Regions from separate parts of the Mus musculus genome. Here all the other regions are linked to region 1. A link is a contact called in public ChIA-PET and HiChIP or PLAC-seq data. All regions are on one chromosome and are shown on one strand. Each heading gives the region's core, a stretch centred on a gene start, on an enhancer-like site or on the middle of the called end of the contact. The rest is flanking DNA. Distances are from core to core; before and after follow the strand shown. Region 1 overlaps Slco3a1 (solute carrier organic anion transporter family, member 3a1). Region 2 has its middle 38 kb from the start of Gm39037. Region 3 has its middle 68 kb from the start of Gm30459.

Region 1 (2,746 bases), core at 14-2,513:
CTTCAGAAGACCTTGTAGCTTACCTCTCTGCTTACACAGGATAGTGCCTGCCTGCTCTCTGGCTGCTGTCCCAGCCATGACTGCCCTCTTCCCAGGCACTAACTGAGCAGTCCTGCCAACTTCTTATACAGCAAGGTGATGCCACAGCTCCTTGGGATCGTCTGCAGACTGAACCCCAGAGCCCTCCAGATCACAATTCAACCAGCTTAGAGAAAATTCTCCTGGCACATTTCCATCAAGATCAGTGAATGAAAGCTTCTCTAGGGTAGAGCTGGGAGTGGGAGAGAGAAGGCCTGAATCTATTACCATGTTAGTAAACCGCAGAGCTCTCCACTTGACCATCTATTCACTGGTCTAACAAATATTTACCAAAGGCCATCAGCTGGCTACCCCTGAATGGAGATCTTTGAACACAGAGAGAAGCAAACACAGGGCTTCAACAATACATCCTTTAAAGTGTATGAATGGCTTGTTCCCAAGTCCCTCTCATTCGATGTCCCTGCTTATCAAGAACATGTTTTAGGAAGGGACATAAACTTCCTGTCCTCTCCCTGGCCACCAATCCCCACAGACCCTCCCCCATGTGGGTGGATTTCCCCATGTAAGGGGGACTCTAGTCTTCTGAGGTGATCCCTGTTCACAGGCCCCTGTCCCTGTCTGAGCATACAGTCTTCAAGACAGTTACACAACATCCTTGGGTAGCAGGCTACCTATACACAAGGTTGGTCCCATCTATTGTATCAGAACCAAACTCTCTAGAAAGGACCATTTACATCTGAGATATTTGAAAGGATTTATTTTTAAATATACTAAAGTTCAAAGGGAGTGAAACTAAACTTAGCCAGGGAAGGACAGGAAAGCTGGTTGCACTTATGTATGACATTCCAGGCTAATGTTCAAAGATAACAAGGGATTTTTGCAAGATAATGACTTAAGTTGCTTCTGGGGAGGGGGGAGTTTCAAAAGTTCCCAAAGTTGCTTCCATTTCCCTTCTCAACCATCTCTGCTTGCTCTTTGTTTGCCATGGGACAGTCACATCCTGTCAGCTTCAGTAGAGAGTCCTAGAAAGCCTGTGAACTCATTGATAGACTGAGAGTCTCTGGTGTTAAAAACTTCCACTCCCTCACGGGGATTTTTTGGAGTGGCTTTTAAATAACCCATGTCAGTGCAAAGCCTTTCCTTTCTGTGGGTGGAGGTGGAGGGAAGAGCATGCAGTCTGCTGGCTGCAAAAGACAGCTTTGTGTAGCAAGTCTCTGGGTCCGGCAGCTTAACCCACTTCCAGATTAGCCTCCAACCGGAAGCATAGACCTGTGGCTGAGGGGCTGAGAAAGGCTTGGATATTTAAATGCTTTAATTGCTTCCCAACCTTGGGGATTTTTCTCTTTCGTTTTCTGCCAAGTGGCACACATATTTCAAAATGAAAACCAGCCAATGAGGTTAAAGAAGAGTCTGTCTTTGGTTTTCAGCTTCACAGTGAATTTCAACATCTCAATGATCGTCCTCCAAAGGTTTTAGGTCAAGCAGGCCAAGTAGCTGGTATCATGTCCTCGTTTGTCACAGGCTAGCTCTCCAAGAAAGGTAACTGTCCACTCCTCACCTTGTGAGTACTTACAAGATCAGTGTAGATGCATACAGGTCTAGAGCTCTCTAGACACCTCTGTAAGGAGACTCTGTCCACAACACAGGTGCTCCATCCTGGTGCAGGATGCAGTTAGCCTGCTCGCCAGCAGGCTTTTCTCTAAGATCACACTGGCCCTGCTGCTGCAGGGCAGAACCCAGCCGAGAACTCTGAAGACTGGAACTTCTCACAGTACTTCCCTACTCTGTACTGAGGGCCCCATCCATACCCACAAACACTTCCTGCTAGTTAAAATGGTTAAAATGATGAGCATGGCCCAGGGTCTTTCTAGGTGGGACTGATGTATCAAACCAAAGTACTTCTGCACCAAGAACTATCACTCAGCAATAAAGAGGGATGAATTATTAATACATGCAACAACTTGGATGGATCTCAAGAGATTTGTGCTGAGTGAAGAAAACCAATCTCAAAGGGTTGCACGATGAATGATTCCATTTCCATTCCATTCTTAAAAATGATGGCGTGGGAGAGGTGGAGAAAAGGGGAGCAGTTCCCTGGGTGAGGGAGCAGGGGAAGAGTGTGATTATAAAGGGACTGTGGCAGTGGTCACATACATCAACATATGAAAATGCTCATAATTAAATGCACATGCGTGCATGCGCGCGCGCGCACACACACACACACACACACACACACACACACACACAGAGAGAGAGTGAGCTCAGGTAAAATGGGGATGGATGTCTTTGTACTGTATCTCTCTAGGTTCCCTACCTGTGAGACTCCACTGCTATGGATCCTTTGCCTAAATGAAAAACACCTATGGTAGGACATCTAAGCATTTATAGTAATCAGACCACATCCCGGAAATCCTAAAGAAATCAATGTGCTCAGCAGTTGGAATTATATAAATCCTCTGACTTTCCCTTTCGCATTTTATTTCTCAATTTGCAACATATAATATTGCACATGTATCATGCTAGCTACAACTGGAGGAGTTCACTGCTCTCTTAAACACACTCATAATTTCCCCCAAGTGCTGTATAAATTTAAAACCATTAAGTAAAATGATTTTATACTGGCCTTTTGGATGTTTCTAACCCTCACCTCCACAGACCACATCAGTGTTTCCATAGTAACTAATGTGCTTCAAAGTGGCAAATGCAG
Region 2 (3,054 bases), core at 429-2,928, 130 kb after region 1:
AACAACCCAATCTTTGGTTTCTTCTCTCTGGTTCTCCATATCCTCAATTCTGCTATAGCCTGAGGTAATATTTTCCAGTGCATTTTACTCTCTAACATTTCATGAAGAGAGTTCTTGCAATTTTAAGGGCTGTGATTTTATAGACAAATGTCTGAAAACATACTTCATTTTACCAACTATAAAATGGGGCACAAGAGGAAACTCTCTCCATTCCTTTGGTATGTCCTGTTTGCGATTGACATTTAGTCATTTATTTGCTATGACAATAGCCACTTGATTTTTTTTATTGGATATTTCCTTTATTTACATTATCCCCCTTCCTGGTTTCCCTCCAAACTGGAAACCCCCTATCCCATCCCCCATCCCCTGTTTCTATGAGGGTGTTTACTCACCCAATACTGCTTCACTCCCCATCCCCTGACATTCCTCTACATTGGGGCATCGAGTCTTCACTGTACCAATGGCCTCTTCTCTCATTGTTGCCTGACAATGCCATCTTCTACTACATACGTGGCTGGAGCTATGATGGGTCCCTCCATGTGTACTCTTTGGTTGGTGGTTTCATCCCTGGGAGCTCTGGGGCATCTGGTTGGTTGATATTGATGTTCTTCCTATGGGGTTGCAAACCCTTTCAGCTCCTTCAGTCCTTTCTCTAATTCCTCCATTGGGGACTCCATGTTCATTCCAATGGTTGGCTGTGAGCATCCACCTCTGTATTTGTCAGGCTCTGGCAGAGCCTCTCAGGAGACAGCTATATCAGTCTCCTGTGAGCATGCACTGCTTGGCATCCACAATAGTGTCTGGGCTTGGTGACAGTATATAGGGTGGATCCCCAGGTGGGACAGTCACTGGATGGCCTTTCCTTCAGTCTATGCTCCACACTTTATCACCATATTTCCTCCTGTGAGTATTTTGTTTCCCCTTCTAAGAAGGACCGAAGCAGCCACACTTTGGTCTTCCTTATTTTTGAGCTTCATGTGGTCTGTGAATTGTATCTTGGGTATTCTGGGTTTTGGGTTAATATCCACTTATCAGTGAATGCATACCATGTGTGTTCTTTTGTGACTGGGTTACCTCACTCAGGATATTTTCTAGTTCCATCCATTTGCCTAAGAATTTCATGAAGTCATTGTTTTTAATAGCTGAGTTGTGTAAATATACCATTGTGTAAATATACCACATTTTCTGTATCCATTCCTCTGTTGAGGAACATCTGGGTTGTTCTAGCTTCTGGATATTATAAATATAGCTGCTATGAACATGATGGAGCATGTGGAACACCTTTTGGGTATATGCCAAGGAGTGGTATTGCTGGTTCCTCAGATTTTGGATGTACATGTATTTTAAATGTAGTTTAAAGGTTTTTTTAAACTTTGATTTACATCTAGAATGCTTGGCTTATATCTCCTTATATGGGACATGTCAGGGCCAAAAGAAATTTGTTTCACATAGACCTTACATATACAACCTGATCATAATTTTATACAATACTGTTGATAATTCTGTGCATGAAAAGTTATGTGTATTGAAGGATATTTGTACTATAGATCAAGTGTGGCATCTTTTATTTTCAGTTACTTGGGTGATGCTTAATTTGTGTATACGGCAGAGTTACCCAGTGTGCCTCTGAGTCCTCTGTGGTTGCCCTGTGCTCCACCACTGTGATGCAGTCTGCAGAACTGGAGCCTCTCATCTTACCCAGCTTCTCAGACACCTTCTTCACTGGGTTCAATGTTTCCTGTTGAAAACAACAAAACTGCTGTTTGGGCTTTTTTTTTTTTTTTTTTTTTTTGAGAGTCTGTTTTTGCATATCATACAGATACATTTTTGTTACTCTTTTTTTTTTTAAAGGAAAGCAATGTATGTTGATTCAAGGGTAGAAAAAAAGCTGAAAGATATTCTCTTGAGCAGGTGGCTCATGGTGAAAAAAAATCACTTCTGTTCAATGTTTACATGGGTTTGAACCATACTTTAAGATGGAAAAACAGAGGCAATTAGAGTTAAGTAACAACTGAATGTTTAACTTGTCTTCTTTGGTTTTGTCTTGTGTTTTTAACGGTTTGCTGAAATAATGGCCTCTTCTCTGGGCTCTCATTTGCTTTGCCATGGGTGTCAGATCTGTGTGGAGTTGCTCATACAAGAAAAGTGCCACTCCTTATGAAGTAACGATGTTAAGTTTTGGAAGTGCTTGATGGCTAAAGTGAAGGAAATCTGTATTTGAGGCTCAAATGATGGTATGACTTAGTCCTTCTGAATTTCAGTCACTTTATGTGTAGTAGTGGAGATAAAGGTAGAGAACATTATGATTGTCAGTAAAACAACACCATTGTGATAAAAGGTGGTGATGGTTACTGCTGCCAATGCTTACTAAATAGGCTTTTATATGTTTATTAATAAATACCATTCAATGTAAATTGTATGGTAGAGATTGGCATCTTATGGCAACTGATAATAGCTCAAAGCAAACCATTTCCTGGATCTTGATTCTTGGTGATAATACTTCATCTTCTTTGTTTCCTGAGTTCATTTGTTGCCTGTATTGATTCTCTATCCCAGTGGAGCTGGATTTGAGAACTGCATTAAAAATATTAACCAAAAGAGGCTGTTTTTTAGGCAAATGTGTAATGAAGCTTCGGATGGTCCCAAATGGTATTTGCCAGTGGCTATTCATCATGACCAGTGCATAATTTTTCAGGAAGTGAGACTGGAAACGTCAGAAAAAGATATGATTTCTCGTTTTATGGATGCACAGGGAACATTCAACAACTCAACCTACTATGAGGTGGGAGGTCATTGAGTCTATTTAGTAGTGGGAGTGTGTTACACATACAGTGTCTTTGTAGTAATCTTTATAATCAGGACCCATTGTTCACCACCATGATATTGTTTTCTCCATCATTAGGCAGAGAGGCAAAACTTCTTTAGTCTGTGACTGAATGTTCCCAAATGGAAAGTAGCCAGAAAGGTGCTGTCAATTGTTCTGATTCAGAAGGGATCTTGTACAGTGATCTTTTGTCTGTGCTTTCTGAAGAAAATTTAATTTTAAACTATCAT
Region 3 (3,117 bases), core at 440-2,939, 170 kb after region 1:
CTCTGCATATGAATCATCAGGCAGCAGAAAGAGAAACCCTGGGTTTGGATTCAAAGGCAACCTCTAGTAACAGACTTGCTCTAACAAGGCCACACCTTCTAATACAGCTACTCCCTATAAGCCTATGGTGCTCCTTTTTATTGGAACAACCACATTGGGGGACAATTTAAGAATGGCCACTATTTATACGCACTTTTCGAAACCTATTACTGACAGGCTTTTAAGTATTTGAAATGGCAGAAAAGTAACAACAAGCCCTCTTGCCGAAGCCCTCATTCACTCTGTGACTCTCAAGGCTGTGAACAATGTTTAGGATGATTTAGCACCAACATGCACTTCCATAGTTCACTGTGAGCGTCTGTTCCTTTGCCTTGCAGTCGCCACTTGCCAGTCTGAGAGCTCTGTGAAAACAGGAAGAAATAACAGGTCATAAAACCACAATTGGAAATTATGACAATTATGACAATCCTGACCAGTCTTTTACCTCTTGGGACAAGGTATAGAACAGTTGTTCCCACCTGGCTGACCGTCAGTTATATTTTCTCTCCTCTACAAAGTTGGTTCCTTTTGACTTTTATACTTTCTCCCATCTCTTCAGCTGCTCTCCAGACTCGACACAGTCACTCTTGCTAGGATCTGCTCTCACCGATACAGGCTGCAGTATGAGCTGTGACCTCTGATATGACAAGAGCAATCTCATGCACGTAAACCTGTGAATTCTTTTGGAACTTTGTGCCCCTCTTTCACATCCAACTTCCCTTTAGCAGTACAACTTGGATAAGCTATTTAAACACAGTACTTCTGTTATAGTGTAATATTGGAATACCAGCTATGCTCCTATCATTGGGTTTTTCTGGGAAGCTTCCATATTAATACATATAAAGAAACTAGAAAAGGGTCTACTGTATACTTCGAAGGCTCCAAAAATAGTGGAAGCTACCATAGCAACCATCCTAATCACCATCGTTTTTTTCTTCTAGTTTACTCTGTGACTTGACATTACTGGCCAGGAGCAATGAAATAACACAGAGCAAAGCAATGAACAACTGGAACAAAGGTTGAGAAAAATATAGACTGGGTGAACCTGAAATATAGTCAGTCCAGGAAGATAAAGAGCTAATTAACTCCAGAGAATGGGCTGCATACAACACCTACCAAAGCACCAATTGTGTTCTTAAATGGTGCCTTGTCTTAGCACGTTTGCCCTTTGCAAGATGCATTGTATGCGTACACTTTCTTAGAGACCAAATTTTCTGTTCCTATAAAACGTGATGGCAGCAGTCATGGCCCTAACTCAGACAGAAACAATCAGTGTGGACCCTCTTCTTAAATCGGAGCTGTGCGGCCAACAGTGATTAGAAAAAGAGCACAGACACTGTCAGAATAATGAATTTAAGCAAAAGGGAAACCTCAAGATGAGGAAGATTATCGAGGTGCAGAGGCTGAGCTGTGTGAAAAAATGAAAGAGAAAGAAAGAGAGGAAGGGGGAGGGGGAGGGGGAGAGGGAAAGGGACAAGGGACAGGGAGGGGAAGGAGATCTCATTCACTGATAATGGGAGAAATAACTTGCTGATGTCTAATGTGGTGTGGGGAGCAGACAGAAACAATGGATGTTTAGGTGAGAGCTGAACATTTCAAGGTCATTTGTGGGTCTATGACAGAAGGAGACCATGACTCTCTTCAAGCTCAAACAGGAAGAAAAAGAAACCAAGCTACAGATCAGGCAGAGAGATTAATATAGAGAATCAAATGGCAGTGTTAGAGCCAAATGGAGGGTTGAAAATGAACAGTGTGATGGAAAATTATGCTAGGAAGCCACTCCTCAATCCTAAGCTTAGGTGCTTTGGGGATCAAGGTGGATGAAGAAAGAAATGGTGAGGGCTGCAGAGACAGCTCAGCAGTTAAGAGCATCTACTGCTCTTATAGTGGACCCAGGTTCAGTTCCAGGACCCACATCATGTAACTGCGTGATAACTAGAGTTTCAGAGGATCTAATGCTCTCTTCTAGACTCAGGGCACTTACATATATAGGGCAAGTATGCATACATACACACACACACACACACACACACACACACACACACACTCATGCACACACACACACACACACACATATAAATATACATACTCAGGCACACACATATTAATAAAATAAATAAATATATTTTTTAACTTTTTGTTCTTTTTTATTATTTTCTTTTATTACATTTCAAATGTTATCCCCTTTCCTAGTTTCCCCTCCGAATATTTCCTATCCCCTCCCCCGTCCCCCTGCTCACCAACCCACCCACTTTTGCTTCCTGGCCCTGGCATTCCCCTATATTAGGGCATAGAACTTTCACAGGACCAAGGGCCTCCCCTCCCATTGGTGAATGACTAGGCCATCTTCTGCTACTTATGCAGCTGGAGCCCTGAGTCCCACCATGTGATTTCTTTGATTGGTGGTTTAGTCTCAGGGAGTTCTGGGGGTACTGGTTAGTTCATATTGTTGTTTCTCCTTTGGGGCTGCAAACCCCTTCAGCTCCTTGGGTTCTTTCTCTAGCACCTTCACTGGGGACCCTGTGCTCTGTCCAGTGGATAACTGTGTATTTGCCAGGCACTGGCAGAGCCTCTCAGGAGACAGCTACATCAGGCTCCTTTCAGCAAGCTCTTGTTGGCATCTGCAATAGTGTCTGAGTTTGGTGATTGTTTATAGGATGGATCCCCAGGTGGGGCAGTCTCTGGATGGTCATGCCTTCAGTCTCTGCTCCAAACTTTATCTCTGTAACTCCTTACATGGGTATTTTGTTCCCCCTTCTAAGAAGGATCGAAGTATCCACAGTTTGGACTTCCTTCTTCTTGAGTTTCATGTGTTTTGCAAATTGTATCTTGGGTATCCACTTATCAGTGAGTGCATATCATGTGTGTTCTTTTGTGATTGGGTTACCTCACTTAGGATGATATCCTCTAGATCCATCCCATTTGTCTAAGAATTTCATAAATTAATTGGTTTTAATAGCTGCATAGTACTCCATTGTGTAAATGTACCATATTTTCTGTATCCATTCCTCTGTTGAGGGACATCTGGGTTCTTTCCAGCTTCTGGCTATTATAAATAAGACTGCTATGAACATAGTG

What was found. HiChIP or PLAC-seq counts read pairs in DNA pulled down with a chosen protein or histone mark. ChIA-PET counts read pairs in DNA pulled down with a chosen protein or histone mark.
Region 2: a CTCF HiChIP or PLAC-seq map of CD8 T cells shows a contact between it and region 1, with 7 read pairs. The contact joins two enhancer-like sites. A contact is called at or near these places in 2 of 39 promoter capture datasets (the 3T3-L1 cell line and embryonic stem cells), 1 of 15 datasets of contacts at CTCF or cohesin (CD8 T cells), 1 of 484 Hi-C or Micro-C datasets (nephron progenitors) and 1 of 115 datasets of contacts at active chromatin or transcription factors (CD8 T cells).
Region 3: a contact with region 1 is called in an RNA polymerase II ChIA-PET map of memory CD8 T cells, with 404 read pairs. The contact joins two enhancer-like sites. A contact is called at or near these places in 2 of 484 Hi-C or Micro-C datasets (Th1 cells and macrophages), 4 of 115 datasets of contacts at active chromatin or transcription factors (CD8 T cells, effector CD8 T cells, memory CD8 T cells and 1 more) and 2 of 9 other capture datasets (adipose tissue and liver).

What each region holds. Positions count from the first base shown.
Region 1 is chr7:74,528,313-74,531,058 of GRCm38.p6, forward strand. The region is part of intron 1 of Slco3a1 (solute carrier organic anion transporter family, member 3a1); the gene reads right to left. Among named protein-coding and RNA genes, the nearest start is that of Slco3a1, 25 kb to the right of the region's middle. Within about 2 kb of position 1,264, at least 47 of the 459 cell types and tissues checked have an H3K27ac peak or open chromatin away from gene starts, as enhancers often do. A contact at or near this core is called in CD8 T cells, Th1 cells, memory CD8 T cells and 1 more, where this site is marked.
Region 2 is chr7:74,662,348-74,665,401 of GRCm38.p6, forward strand. No RefSeq gene overlaps it. Among named protein-coding and RNA genes, the nearest start is that of Gm39037, 38 kb to the left of the region's middle. Within about 2 kb of position 1,679, at least 10 of the 459 cell types and tissues checked have an H3K27ac peak or open chromatin away from gene starts, as enhancers often do. A contact at or near this core is called in CD8 T cells, where this site is marked.
Region 3 is chr7:74,696,477-74,699,593 of GRCm38.p6, forward strand. No RefSeq gene overlaps it. Among named protein-coding and RNA genes, the nearest start is that of Gm30459, 68 kb to the right of the region's middle. Within about 2 kb of position 1,690, at least 26 of the 459 cell types and tissues checked have an H3K27ac peak or open chromatin away from gene starts, as enhancers often do. A contact at or near this core is called in CD8 T cells, Th1 cells, memory CD8 T cells and 1 more, where this site is marked.